2 separate regions of the Anas platyrhynchos genome follow, and region 2 is linked to region 1. Evidence: chromatin contacts called from public Hi-C data. All regions are on one chromosome and are shown on one strand. Each heading gives the region's core, a stretch centred on a gene start, on an enhancer-like site or on the middle of the called end of the contact. The rest is flanking DNA. Distances are from core to core; before and after follow the strand shown. Region 1 overlaps CFAP57 (cilia and flagella associated protein 57). Region 2 holds the start of MPL (MPL proto-oncogene, thrombopoietin receptor).

Region 1 (6,793 bases), core at 2,275-4,774:
ATTAGATGCTTCCTTTTCACACAAAACGAGATGGCTTCAGAAAAGAAACTGAAGAATTTCCTTTCTGGAATAGGGTGACAGATGGTGCTCATAATGATAATACTTGATGTCTTGGACCGGTAAGCTTAACGTGAAATGATGATTAAAAATGAATTAATAAAACATCTGGAAGATGAAGATATCAAAGGTTCTAACCAGCCTAGTTTCTTCAAAGAAAAAGTAGTTCTCTGAAGTCTAGTAGATTAATGAGACTTTACAGCCAGGAGGAATTATCATGGTCTTCCAGTCCATCACAGGAGGCTTTTAAGACTAGTTTAGACAAACTTCTGTCAAGGCTTGCTTTGAACAAGTAAATGACATTTTGATGGCCTTCTAGCTCTTTATTTCTGTAATTCCTTAGTTGTGCTTACATTTTCAGAGCTGTGCATTTCTCTTTGAGTGACTGTTCATAGATACATTCCGTTAGTGACTGCTGCAACAGATGATTAGAAATGTCAAGATAATTTTAATTATTCTTACCAATTGACAAGTTGCTTGTTGTTGGACTGTTAGCTTTCCCTCTAGCCTCTGTATTTGTAATGACGTCTTTGGTCATGTGGATATGTAAGAACAGACATACTGAACAATCTCGAAGTAAGACTGCTTGAACTGAAGCATGCATAGGATGATCTTTTCTATGATGTGTCATACTGTTCTCTGACAGTCAGCACTGTAAGGACGTAGGAGATTGTAGATTGCATCCTGACATGATCTGCAGTTGTTCCTGGTGTCCTCATCCTCTATGCATTTGATCAGTTTCTTTTCTGAACTATTTTTCACATTTCCACATCATCCTATGACAATAAGTTTTGCAGTGAACATTTTTTTTAATCCGTTGCATGATCATTTCATTGCAGTGCAAGCTTACTGTCAGAATGCAAAGACTGAGTTAAAGGCTAATCTCTCTGTATAGCATGCCTCTTCAGAAGAATATTATCAGCATCAGCCAGCAGTCTTTTTAGCGCCCAGCAAACCAAACATTTCTACATAGCCCAGATTACCTCATACAGAATACTATGCATTATGCTAATAGGACAAAAGTACGATCTTCAATAGATAACAGCATTCAGCCACTTGGAGTGAATTTATGAACTTATTCATGACAAAGTGCACCTTAACAGAAATAGCATGACATAACCCTGAAAGCTGTTCACCAGAAAATTTCTGTGATTGATTCTCTGAAGTTATCCTATTCAGGATCAAGCTCTGGCATAAACGTATAGCAGCTAAATTTCATCGGTGTTTAAAGAGTTGAATTAAACAAGTCAGAGTCTACAAAATACTATATTTTCAGAGCAGTCTGCATTGGGTCACTAGCTCATGCTGCATTTAGAGTCCAACACAACCAGTGCAAGACCAACTGTTCCTGCCCAACAACTTCAAACCTTAACATGCTCCACAATCTGCCTCTGCATCATTGATTTTCAGATGAAGGGAAACTATAGCATAGTTGGTATACATGTGTTCATTTGAGCTGTTAAGAATCTTGCCAGATACATGCACCTTGAGTTATTGCTGCCAGCTTGAACTCCTTGAATGCATCTGCATACAGCAAACTGTGGTACTTTGTTACTAACCAGTCCTGAGTTGTCTGTTTCTACTGCACTGACTCTTGTGTGATACTAATATGTCTAATATATCATAAGGAACCAAATCACATGCTTTCCATATATCTCTCATGGCAACATAGTTTTCTTTATCAACTAAAATTACCATCTAATCAAAAAGATTCAAGATTTGAAAATATCTTTTCAATATTGAAATATCAGTAATCCTTGTTTGTATCACCTGCTGTTTAGCTGTGTTTCCTGTTGTATTGAGACTGTTATTAAAAGTGTACCTTTTGGCCACCTATCTTTCACAAATATTGCTGTTTATAGTGAAGTTCCAGGAGCTGAAATGGTGCTGTTTTCCAAAACTTCTGAAAAACCATTACAGATAACTGAAATCACTAATGCTTTTCATACTAGCTGTTGATGTGATTTCACTGTCAAATGAACAGAAGCACATATACAATTTCACTCCTCTTGAATTAGAAAATAAATATTTAGCTAGTGATTCTCCTGTTTATGAGTCATGAGCAACAATTTTATCATCCTTCACTAGTATTAGCCCATATTGTTAATCCTGAGGCCTTTAAACCTGTTAATACAGTGAGTACAGGAGAACCATATTGCATTCATGTGTACTATCACAACACCTTCAGCAAGATTCTTTGTGGTATGCTGTTAAAAAATTAGAGCTGAACTTTTACAGGTTGAAAACTGATTAAAAAAAGAACAAAAGTTGAATACATGGCCAACTTTTCCTCATAACATAATGTTAACAGTAGGTGTCTCAAGTCTACATCCGCTTTATATATTTCTTAATAATGTGGAAGGGGTGTTGCAAAGTGATGTCAGTCATAACTAATGAAAAAGTCTTTGAAGAACTACAAGGAGATACGGATCATTTAAGTGAACAGGCACATGGTGGCAAGTGAAAAGCAAAATAATTCACCCTGGAGGGAGGAATGGGATTTCTTCACATTAATTCTGGATTAATTGGATCAATCCCAGAACAGCACCTGAGCTTCCCTGTTGAATTGTCAGAGAAGATGATGTCTTAAAGTGAAGCTGCAGTCAGAAAAGCAAAACAAAAATTAGCTTATTGAGGTAATGTGATTAGAATAGTCATGTTTTGTATCAGATGTACTGTTGCTTTTATCTGAAATGCATAAAGTTCTGACTGCTCTAGTTCCACAAGCATATAGTATGTTCTGCTTCTTATTCTGATCCTACGCTCTCCAGTGTCCTTCCGAAGGAAATGAGGATACATATTGCTGAGCTATCGAGATAGTCCTGTACTTTTCTTTATAAAGCACATTGTTTTTGCAGGAAAATGTAAGTCTGATTAAGGAAATTAATGACTTGCGGCAAGAACTGAAGGCGGCCTATACCCAGGTACATGACCTCCAGTCAACACTAAGGTTAACCAAGAAGAAGCAAGCAATTCAAGACCCAGGTGAATAGTGCTTCTTGTGTTTCCATATTGTCAGGGCTCATTCCAGAAGCCCTCTTTGTCCCTAGTGAGCAATTCTGTTACTGCCCTTGTATTGAAGCAGCTTGTCTTGCCTGATGGCACCTGTTATATTGTAACATTCTGGTGAATACTGCAAAATCTTACTATTTGGCTTTACTCCTTCAGTTCTGAAAGATGCTTATTCCTTCCTTGTTCCAAAGAACTGTAAGCTAGGCCTTTGTTTCTATGCTCTTTGTTCTCTGTTTTTATCTTTTAGCTCCCTCCAGTGAACTGCTGTCCAGCCCAGCTGTGCTGAGGTTGAATGCACAGAAGGAAAATGAGAAAATCATAGAAATGCAGCAGCTGGAAATTCAATACCTACGAGACCAAATCAAGGAGAAGGGGCAAAGCCTTGCAGGTCAGCCTCTGTTGGATGGAATGTTTCCTAAGCTGAATCTGGAAAGAAGCCACAAGACACAGCAACAGTGACCTGGCTCAAGGACACTTTATGTTATTATATTCTCCTGGCAACATAAGAAATACAACAGCATAGATTAGACTTCCGTGACCATATACTCTTCCACTAGAAGCATTTGTGCAGCACACATTGCTGAGGACACAAGGCATCAGTCTTACTCCCCTCCTCCTTTCCTGTAAACTGTCCTTTCCTCTCATTTAAGCACGCATGTTCTGAAGTCTTTCTGCCAAGGAGTCAAGATAAAAAATAAATATATTTGTGTTAGTGCAAAATTGATCTTTGTGCCTTCATAATTGGGCAGGTATACACTTGAAAGATATGTGTCCTCATGTGTCTTGAAAAATATGTCCTAGTTCAGGACTGCTGGTAACTCTGTAAACATTTCTACTAGAATTCTAATTGTATTGTGCTACAAAAATCACCACCAACCTTCTGTTTTCCAGTATTTTGTATATCCATACAAAGGGCTGCCTGTATTTAGACAGGAATAATGTCTCTTATTCCAAGGAAGCGTCCGGTCCCTGACTAAAAATCAGTCACACCGTAAAGGCAACCTTTACCTAGTGGTCGAGCACACTTGAACTGGAGCCCTTCTTTAAGCCTCTGCCTCATGTCTTTGGATGTGTTGTCTCCTCTGTTAAAATCATTTCATCAGGACAAAAACATTGCCCAGTTTCAGACTCCAAAATCTCCCATAAAGACCAAATCTTATGTCATACCTCACCTATAACTTAGATAATTTCACCTTTGTTTTGTCTATTTTCCAACATCTGTAACTGCTTTAGTTCTTTTTTTTTTCAGTGAAATTATTCTTAATAAAACACTTTTGAAAATACTGATACATAGAAAATAAACAAGGAGTCATTTCTCTAATCATTAGGGAAAAAGTAAATTTTTCATCCTTTGTTGTCAGCACATGGATACATGCCTGCCTCACTGAAGAATTCTGTGCATGCTTCAGAAATTTTTAGCTACTGATTGAGCATGGGAGCTATATCATGTTATAACAGCCACTACATTATTGTTTCTGTTTTTTATCCTGAAGTATAGAGAAGTGACAAGAGCTTTCTAAATGCTACTAGTATTATTACACTGAAGATCAAGGTGCCAAGGCTGGATAACATGTAACCTGTGTTAATATTTGGGATGCTAGACAATTCCAGGCTAACTCCATGGTAAAACAGATGGTTCCATGACCACCTATGACCTAGGAGACTTCAGCTGAGTGCCTTGTCCTTGAATGTTGAATAAAGCTTCCTTAGTCTTACTTCTTTCATTTTGTAGCTTTAACCTGTGTGAAGTGTAAGTTTTACGGGAACAGAAGGAAGAAGTTATGATGGAATTGGTCTCTTAACATGCTAGCTTAATACCCTTTCTTCCTCCCTCCCCCCCCAATATAATCATCTTGATACTTCCTGTACAGAAAGAGGATGTAATTAATGTAATTAGCAAATATTTTAGAAACTAGTTCCCTCTTAAATTTTCAGAACACACCCATATAATTTGCTAGACTCCCATGTGGTATAATTTTCCCCTCACTTTGTAGAATAAATTGAGTGGTAGCAGCCACTACTTTAATAGATGTGGTTTAGAGAAATGGAATCAATCTTTCTGAAGAAAAAGAACCTTGTCCTAATAAGAGGAAGAAGCATATGCAGGTGAAGAATGATTTCTAAGTGGTGATTAATATGCTTAAAAGTATGCCCGTGTGTCACCCTCATTAAAAAGATGTCATTTTAAAGATGATACAAAGCCTGATGGATGAAGCCTACATAGACAGCTGGCAAACTTGGTTCAAGAGGATTTTGAACTTGCTCATGGTGGGTAAGAGGTGACTAAAACATTGTTCGTCAAAGGAGAACACTAAAGGTCAGGCATAGCAAAATGTTACAGCTGGCGTTTATCAGAGATTCACTGGGAAAAAAAATATTTTCCCTCTGTACTAGGAAAACAAGGCCATGATCAATCTCCTACGCATGTGCTGTAGAAATGCTTTCAGAATTAAGTTTTAACTTGATTATGGTTTGGTATTCTGATGGTCTTCTGAATTTCTCAGGGTGCAAAGGTGCTTTCTGCTTTCATCCTCTCTTGGTCTGTGTTCTCTGATGAGCATCTCATGCTTTTATAAAGTTACATGCCACTTTTTAACGTGAATACATGGCCATCTTTAGAGCTTAACAAGGTTTCCTCTTGGATGATGTGTTTGTTAACTGGCCCATGAAAAGGACAATTTTTTCTGGGTAGGTAAGCTCGTTATTCGAGAGCATTTCTATAGAGATGTCCACCACATCCCATTTGTTGTTTTAAGGTTTCACCAACCACTGGAGAAATTGTATTTCACAAGGTTCAAAAGATCCTGTCACAGATGTCGTACTAACTGGTGTCTAAGTATTAGCATGTCCTAAGCTTCTCATCTTACAGCCTGTCAAAAAACTACCATGGATCTTAATAACTGAGTCTCTTTCCATTGCTCAGGTAAGAACCATTGTTCAGCTCTCTTTGTTTCTTTCTGCATCTCACAGGAGATTTTCTGGCTGCTCAGACCCATGTCAGTGATCCCTCTGTAGCCCTCTGCTATCATTAAGCCCAGCCACAAGGGAGGGGACCTGTGCTCCATCCGGGAGCCTGATTCCCCTGCTGGCTCCAGGACTCCTGCTACTCCCTTTTCCCCCGTCCTCTCTCAAGCGAGACCTTTTCTGCTTCCCTGATCCCCCTCAAATTCGGTGCCCTTTTCTTCCCCCCCAGATTGCTTGGAAGTCAGATCTGCAGCACGGTGGGCTCTGCTGCTGCTGTCTCCCAGGGAGGGGGTCCTGTGGCTGCCTGGTGACGGGAGGTGGGCACAGAGTTCTGGAAAAGCACTGTGACATCTTGCCTGGTTCAACCACCCGCCTGGACTAACACTCCACAAATACCCAGCCCCGACGCGATCAGACGGCCCTAGCCTTTACAGGACAGCAAACACTCGCTTAATAAATCCTCCCTGGCGCTGCCAACTTGGCTGCACACTTCCCTCACCTGCAGCCTCTCCCCAGCCCTGGACCCCCTTTGCTCGCAGCAGCCGGGAGGAAATGAGCCGCCCGCTGGGATCCGGGCGGGAGGGAGGGCGAGGTGGTGCCTGCGTGACTCTGGAGCCTGGCCAAGGCCAGCAGCAGGTTTGCTGAGCCGCCACCCTGCTGGGGAATGCACCTGCCCCGTGAGGGCTCGCAGCCTGTCGCTGGTGCTGCCCGCACCCGACCAGGAAGGAGAGCCGGCAGGAGCACCTGTTTCTTGGCAGGT
Region 2 (6,793 bases), core at 2,337-4,836, 34 kb after region 1:
CCGGGACTTTGCCGGGGAGCTGGAGGTGCTGTGCAAGCTGGGCCATCACCCCAACATCATCAACTTGCTGGGGGCCTGCGAGAACAAGGGTGAGGGCTGTCCCCTGCTCCCTGCTGGGTGCTCCCTGCTCCTGGGGACAGCCCCACGAGCCCTGCCTCCCCCTGCCCGCAGGCTACCTGTACATTGCCATCGAGTATGCCCCCTACGGAAACCTCCTCGACTTCCTCCGCAAAAGCCGAGTCCTGGAGACCGACCCGGCCTTTGCCAAGGAGCACGGCACCGCGTCCACCCTCACCTCCCAGCAGCTCCTCCAGTTTGCTTCAGACGTGGCCAAGGGGATGCAGTACCTGAGTGAGAAGCAGGTATGTCCCAGGGATGCAAGGGCAGGGGTGTGCTCCCATGCTGCCATGGCTCACTGCTGGCCTCTCCCAGTTCATCCACAGGGACCTGGCAGCCAGGAATATCCTGGTGGGGGAAAACCTGGCCTCCAAGATCGCCGACTTTGGCCTCTCCAGAGGGGAGGAGGTCTACGTGAAGAAGACGATGGTGAGGCAGGGGTTAGGGGGCTCCACAGGGCCTGCACAGATGCAGTGGGCAGGACCCCCTGGCATCGGGAATGTCCCACCATGCTGGGACCAGCTGGATGCCAGCTGCCCACACCTCCCTCCATGGTCACACCTCCCTGATGGTCACTCTCCGTTTCCCCAGGGCCGCCTGCCGGTTCGCTGGATGGCCATCGAGTCCCTGAACTACAGCGTGTACACCACCAAGAGCGACGTGTAAGTCCACAGGCACCAGCGTTGGGGCACAGACGTGGCCACCTCTGTCCCTCCAGGGCAGTGGGTACATCCCTGGGGAGCTGTGGGATCTGCCCAAGCCCTGGTTGCCCTCCTGGCCCCATCCAGTCCCACCACGAACCCTGTCTGCATGTCCCCCTACCCGCAAGTGGGACGCTGCCACCGGCTCTGTCCCAGCCTCACCTCCTGCTGTTTCAGGTGGTCCTTTGGTGTCCTGCTCTGGGAGATTGTCAGCTTGGGTAAGGCTCTTCCTTGTCCTCCGTGCCTGCTCAGGTCCCTGTAGGTCTGCACAGCCCTCATCCTGCAGCCCTGGAGGGGACAACCCAAAGGGGCGGTGGCCGGGGGCCTGGGCACTGTCCCAGGGACTGGGTGGACATCACCGCATGGGACCTCCCCGGGGCTCTGGGTCAGGGGGATGAGGGCACCCCATGCCCCACCACAGCCTCACGTGTCTGTGGCTGCAGGGGGGACTCCGTACTGCGGGATGACGTGTGCTGAGCTCTACGAGAAGCTGCCCCAGGGCTACCGCATGGAGAAGCCCCGCAACTGTGACGATGAGGTGTAAGTGGGCAGAGCGCCCCGCGTCCCCCCTGCCACTCCTGGGAGGTCTCACTGGCTTCTGGCAGCTCCTGGCTGGTTCCCTGTGCACCCCAAGCCTCCTTCCCCTTGCTTGCTTGTCCCCAGGTACGAGCTGATGCGGCAGTGCTGGCGTGACCGCCCCTACGAGCGGCCGCCCTTCGCCCAGATCTCCATGCAGCTCATCCGCATGCTGGAGGCCCGGAAGGTGAGTGGACACGGGGTATGGGGGGGCCACCCACCCTCCATCCCCGTGCGACCCCACCAAGAGCACCCCAGCATCTCCCCCTGGCAGCTCTGCGGGCTCCAGCCCCGTGCCCATGAGCAGCGGGTACAGGAGGAAGCGGGAACGGGGACACTGTCACGTCCTGCTCCTGACTCGGGTTCCCACGCAGGCCTACGTGAACATGGCCCTGTTCGAGAACTTCACCTACGCAGGGATCGACGCCACCGCCGAGGAGGCGTGAGGCTGCGCCCGGCTCCACGCCACAGGGGGACAACGCTGGCCCCCAGCCTGCTGGGACAGCACCGCGGGGACAAGAGGCTGCCTGTCCCCGCCGGGTGACAGTGGCCCAGCGGGTGCCCTCCTGGCAGCAGGACAGTGCCATCCCCTCCGGGTACCTCCCCGTGTGTCGGCAGCGCTGGCCCAGCACCGACACTGCTGGAGGACACGCGAGGATGGCCCCGAAGGGCAAACGCCAGCTGCATGTAGCAGAGGGCAGGAGAGGGGCTCTGCCCCCAGGAACCAGGGGACGCCACAGCCCTGGCAGGACACAAAGACCCGAATTTTGGGGTGAGAGAAGGAAGCAGAGTCCTGGCAGCTCCCTGCCCTGCAGCTCTCAGCGTGCTCTGGTGCCAGCGGGGCTGCGAGCGTCGCTGCAGGCGTGGGACACGGCAGCCCCGGTGCAGGAGGAAGGACTGTGCGTGGCCTCCAGCTCAGCACCAGCCCCTCGGAAATCAACAGCTATGCTTTATGGGCAATAAACATAGCGCAACGGACAGCCAGCTCTGGCGGAGGGGAGGGTGTCTGCTGCTCTGCTGCCGCAGCAGTGCCTTCTGCCACCAGCCTGGTCCTCCGCCCCAGGGCTGCCCCAGCGTCCCCTCTGCTGGCTCTCCGTGGGGATGAGCTTGGCCCCCAGCTCATCCCCACAGAGCAGGGCACGTCCCCGGTCACTGCTGGCACCCACCTGCATATCAATACCATTTTGATTTCCTATTCTGGCTTCCAGTGCTGTTTGGTGTCAACTGTAGCCATCAGTGAGCATCTTTTAGGTTGGCTATTAGGAAGAACTTCTTTACTGGAAGGGTTGTTGGGCATTGGAATGGGCTGCCCAGGGAAGTGGTGGAGTCACCATCCCTGGAGGTCTTTAAAAGACGTTTAGATGTAGAGCTTAGGGATATGGTTTAGTGGAGGACTGGTTAGTGTTAGGTCAGAGGTTGGACTCGGTGATCTTGGAGGTCTCTTCCAGCCTGGATGATTCTGTGACTCTCTGATCTCTGCTCCGTCACCGAGGTGCCCAGTGACCAAGTGACCAGGACCAGCCCCTGCAGGCAGCCCGGTGCTGTGTGCCCCTCGTTGCACTGAGGCTGCTGCTGGGAATGGCACATGGGGCTGCATCACCAGCCGTGCTGAAAACAAGTTTCAAGTGGTTTTTTTTTGAGTTTTGAGTTTTTTGCCTCTCTGACTGCAAAGCCCAGTCACCAGATGGAGAAGGAAGTGGGATTGGTTTGACAGAACTTGACTGTGACAAACTGGTGCTGGCTGTTCCCCCCTTCCCTCCGTGCCCCCTGGCTGGCGATGCTGCCCCCATCCCCTGCGGGGTAAGGAGATGCTAACCCCCCTGTGGCATGGTGTGGACATGTGCCAGCAGCTCCCCAGCCCTGGATGGTGCTGCAAGGCAAGGTGGGTCCGTGCAGAGCTGCGAGAGGCAGCGTGGGGTGGGATGGAGCCGGAGCCGCTGCCTGGTGCCCCATGCTCCGACGTGCCAGCAAGGACACGGGTGTTACAGAACACCCAGCAGCCTGCCCAGCCCCGAGCAGGGGCCTCCCTACTTTCTCGGGGTTGTTTTTCTTCCCACCCCAGCCTCCCGGCGTGCCGGTAGCCACAAGGGCAGGACGTGCCGCCTATCTGATGGGAGCAGTCTCTCTTGGCACTGCGGCTGGCGGCGCAGGGGCCGCGGCACGGTGGTTTTGGGCACGGGGAAGTGCCGGCGATGGGGCGGGGGGAGCCTCCAGCCAGGCTTCCTGAGCAGCACAGCCGACACTTCCCAGATAAAGGTATCGCCCCGAGGAGCCGCAGCAGCAGCCGGGGCGCTGGGAAGCACCGAGCACGGCACGCGGGATGGTGGTGGCCTGCCTGCCCCGGGGCTGGCTGCCTGTGCTGCTCACCATGGTCCTGCTGAGCCTCCGCAGCCCCACGGTGGCCCCTGAGCTGGTGACATCCCAAGGTAGGACCTGGGGGCCTTCTTAATCCCCCAGGAGGGTCAGAGGGGAGCTGGCGTGCTGGCCTGGCAGGGTGCAGAGAGACCCCCGCAGCAGGCAGGAAGGTGTGGGATCGGGGAGGGGGCACCCAGGTGTGCTCGGGGTGGGCGATGGAGCCCCCACTCCCCTGTGGGGTGCCTCCCTCACTGCAGAAAGGACCTGGCAGCCCTAAGGAACGGTTTTGGGGTGGCAGCTGCCAGCCGTGTGGCATCATGTTGGGCTCCCGATGACAAGGTGTGAGCAAAATCCCAGGGCACGGCTCTGCAGCGCAGCAGCAGCACTGCTGGCTCAGCGCGGTGCTCCTGGGCCAGCCTCGCAGCCCTGAGCGCCGTCACCTTACCTCCCCGCTGGGATGCTCCCACCCAGCCCTGAGCTGGCCCCACCGGGCTCCCTGCTGCTTTGCTGCCCACTCTGTTAGCCTCAGGTCCATCCGCATGGCCTTTGAGCCCCTCTGTAGGTCTTCGAACCCGTTCTGTAACACCATAAAAAGCATTAACAGATTCACTGAACAGAACGGTGGATCTCGTGCTTCATCTTTTCACACCCACCCAAGGTCTCTGCCCACCCTACTACAGCAGGGCAGGCTCTTTAAGTCTCTCCCATAGGGGCAGTGGGAGGAAGGGGTTTGGGGTCATCCTCTGCCTGCAGCCTCTCCACCCCTATACCACTGCAGTGCTGCCAGCGCGATGCCTGAGGGTGCTCCGTGCAGGCTGCGGAGCACTGAGCTTTCCTAGGAAACTGAGCACTGAGCAGAGATGCTCTGGTACCGCAGCGCCGTGGGATGCAGCCGGAGCAGGGGGACACAGGTCTCTGCGCCACCAGGCTGCAGGGACCCAGCCACCCCGTCCCATGTCCCATCCCGTCCCCCGGGGCTGGGGGAGGCGCGGTGCTGGCAGGAGGCCAGAGCAGGCCGGGGGGGCCGGGAGGGTGCGAAAAGGGAAGAGCAGGTAGGAGGGAGGCTGGCGGGGAGCGGCTGTGGTCTGCGGCCAGGGGACGTGGGCTGGGGGAGGAAGGCGATGCTGAGCTGGGAAAGGAGGAACAGGGCCAGGGGTCGGGGCAAGGTAAGGGGCAGGGAGAGCGAGGGGACACCTGGCAACGACATCGGGGGGCTGCGGTACTCTTACGGTCACTCCCTTCTCCTGGGGAGGGCTCAGCTGGCAGCGCAGGGGAGCGACGCTCCAGTTTACCCCTGCAACAACCGGGAGGAAGCGGTGCAGAGCCCCAGAGCCCCCCGCAGACCCCGGGCCGGGGCTGACACCCCCCGTGCTCAGCGCTGTGCGCCCCCACGCCAGCCCCAGGCCCCTGGGGCGCTGCTCCTCCTTATCACACTTCCGCGCGCCTTCCGGCGTGAGCAGGGCAGGGGTGCTTCCCGCTGATCTCCAGGGCCCGGCCGAGCCCCCTCCGACCGCAGGGCTATTTCGGGATGGTTGTTTGTCCCAAAGGACCCTGTGTGCTGGGGAGGGGGGAGCGGGGCTGCCAGCCCGGGTCGCGGTGATGTGCGTGTCCCTCCCTGCGGTGCCACGCTGCCAGGGGCTCGGTGGGATGGGGACAGTGCTGTGCCCGGGGGTGCCTTCATGCCCACCCTCCTGCCAGACGCTGCGCTGCTGGAGGAGGTGCGCGAGGACATCCTCTGCTTCTCCCGCTCCTTCGAGGACCTCACGTGCTTCTGGAATGAGGAAGAAGAGGCGAGCGGGATGAGCCACTTCTACTACTGGTACAGCAGGTAGGACGTGGCCCGGCCCAGCACGCGGAGTGCTGTGGGGTCCTCCACCTGGCCCCAGGCCCAGGGTGCTGGAGGACCCCGTCTGTTCCTCAGGGACGTGCCCACAGTGTGCGCAGTCTCCACACAGCGCCGCGAGGCCGGCGGGACGCGGCACGTCTGCGCCTTCCCCAGCCAGGACGTGCGGCTCTTCGCCCAGCTCCACGTCCTCGTCCTGGACGCCGCCACCAACCAGACCAGGCACCAGCGGGAGCTCAGCGTGGACGTGGTGGGTGAGTCCCTCCCGTGGCACAACACCAGGGCACCGGGACCGTCCCTACAGCTGGGCCCCTTCCAGGGGCTGGCAGCACCTTGCGCCTCAGCAGGGCCGGGGGTGCCCGTGCAGGAGGGGAATGCCACGGCACGTTCCCTGCAGGTCTCATCGGCCCCCCGGTGAACATCAGTGCCCGCTGGGCCGGAGCCACGGGGCAGCTCCACGTGTCGTGGCAGACACCACTCCCTGACTACCCAAACTTCTTCCTCTACGAGGTGCGCTACAGCGCCGTGAGCCCCCACAGCACGGCATGGGACCCCAGCAAGCAGCACACCGGGGATCCCCGCACCCCTCTGAGCAGCAGCACCCACACACCCACGGCCGGGGGAGCCGCAGTCTCCCCGCAAGCAGGGCAGGTAGGTGCAGGGGCTGGGGGCTCGGGGGCCACAGCAGCCCCCCAAAGCCCCATGCCTCTCCTGCAGGACCTGGTGCTGACCAACACCTGGGTGGTTCTCCAGCACCTGCGGCCGGGGGTGAGGTACCACATCCAGGTGCGCACCAAGCCCGACGGCACCTCCATGGACGGTGTGTGGGGGCCCTGGTCGCAGGCGGTGGCTGCAGAGACACCCCACTCCTCTGGTGAGAGGCCGGGGGCTGCCAAGCACCCACACCCGGGAGTAGGTCCTGGGGTAGGTGAGGTGCAGAATCTGGGTTTTGAGGGGCCAGGGCAGGGGAAGCAGCCCCCTCCCTGCCCCGGCTCTCGCCTGCCCAGGGGACATCGGGCTGTGCTGCAGCACCCCTGACCTGCAGCACGTGCGCTGTGAGTGGAGCTGGGACCCCGCGGAGCACAGCAGCTCCCACGAGCTCTTCTACCAGGAGACTCCACGTGGGGCTGGCATAAGGTGAGGGGCACGGTGGGGATGCGGTGCTGGCATGGAGCAGCGGTGTCCCACATCCCGCACCATG

Evidence for each region. Hi-C and Micro-C count contacts between places; a contact is called where the count stands out from the background.
Region 2: a Hi-C map of skeletal muscle shows a contact between it and region 1, with 2.9 times the contacts expected there. The contact joins the promoter of MPL here to the enhancer-like site in region 1. A contact is called at or near these places in 2 of 8 Hi-C or Micro-C datasets (liver and skeletal muscle).

What each region holds. Positions count from the first base shown.
Region 1 is chr8:28,216,172-28,222,964 of IASCAAS_PekinDuck_T2T, forward strand. CFAP57 (cilia and flagella associated protein 57) reads left to right here. Exons shown (of 22, transcript XM_072041705.1): 21 at 2,916-3,042; 22 at 3,317-4,358. The coding sequence ends at 3,528. TMEM125 (transmembrane protein 125) reads left to right here and starts at 6,447. Exons shown (of 2, transcript XM_027462745.3): 1 at 6,447-6,793. Within about 2 kb of position 3,525, at least 3 of the 8 cell types and tissues checked have an H3K27ac peak or open chromatin away from gene starts, as enhancers often do.
Region 2 is chr8:28,250,532-28,257,324 of IASCAAS_PekinDuck_T2T, forward strand. MPL (MPL proto-oncogene, thrombopoietin receptor) reads left to right here and starts at 3,587. Exons shown (of 13, transcript XM_072042154.1): 1 at 3,587-3,713; 2 at 3,716-3,820; 3 at 5,448-5,577; 4 at 5,671-5,846; 5 at 5,990-6,243; 6 at 6,310-6,466; 7 at 6,600-6,729. The coding sequence starts at 3,587. TIE1 (tyrosine kinase with immunoglobulin like and EGF like domains 1) reads left to right here. Exons shown (of 23, transcript XM_072042153.1): 16 at 1-89; 17 at 172-362; 18 at 433-546; 19 at 709-779; 20 at 996-1,036; 21 at 1,262-1,358; 22 at 1,482-1,581; 23 at 1,769-2,589. The coding sequence ends at 1,840. LOC119717588 (a long non-coding RNA gene) reads right to left here. Exons shown (of 3, transcript XR_011811214.1): 2 at 5,437-5,520; 3 at 3,714-4,326.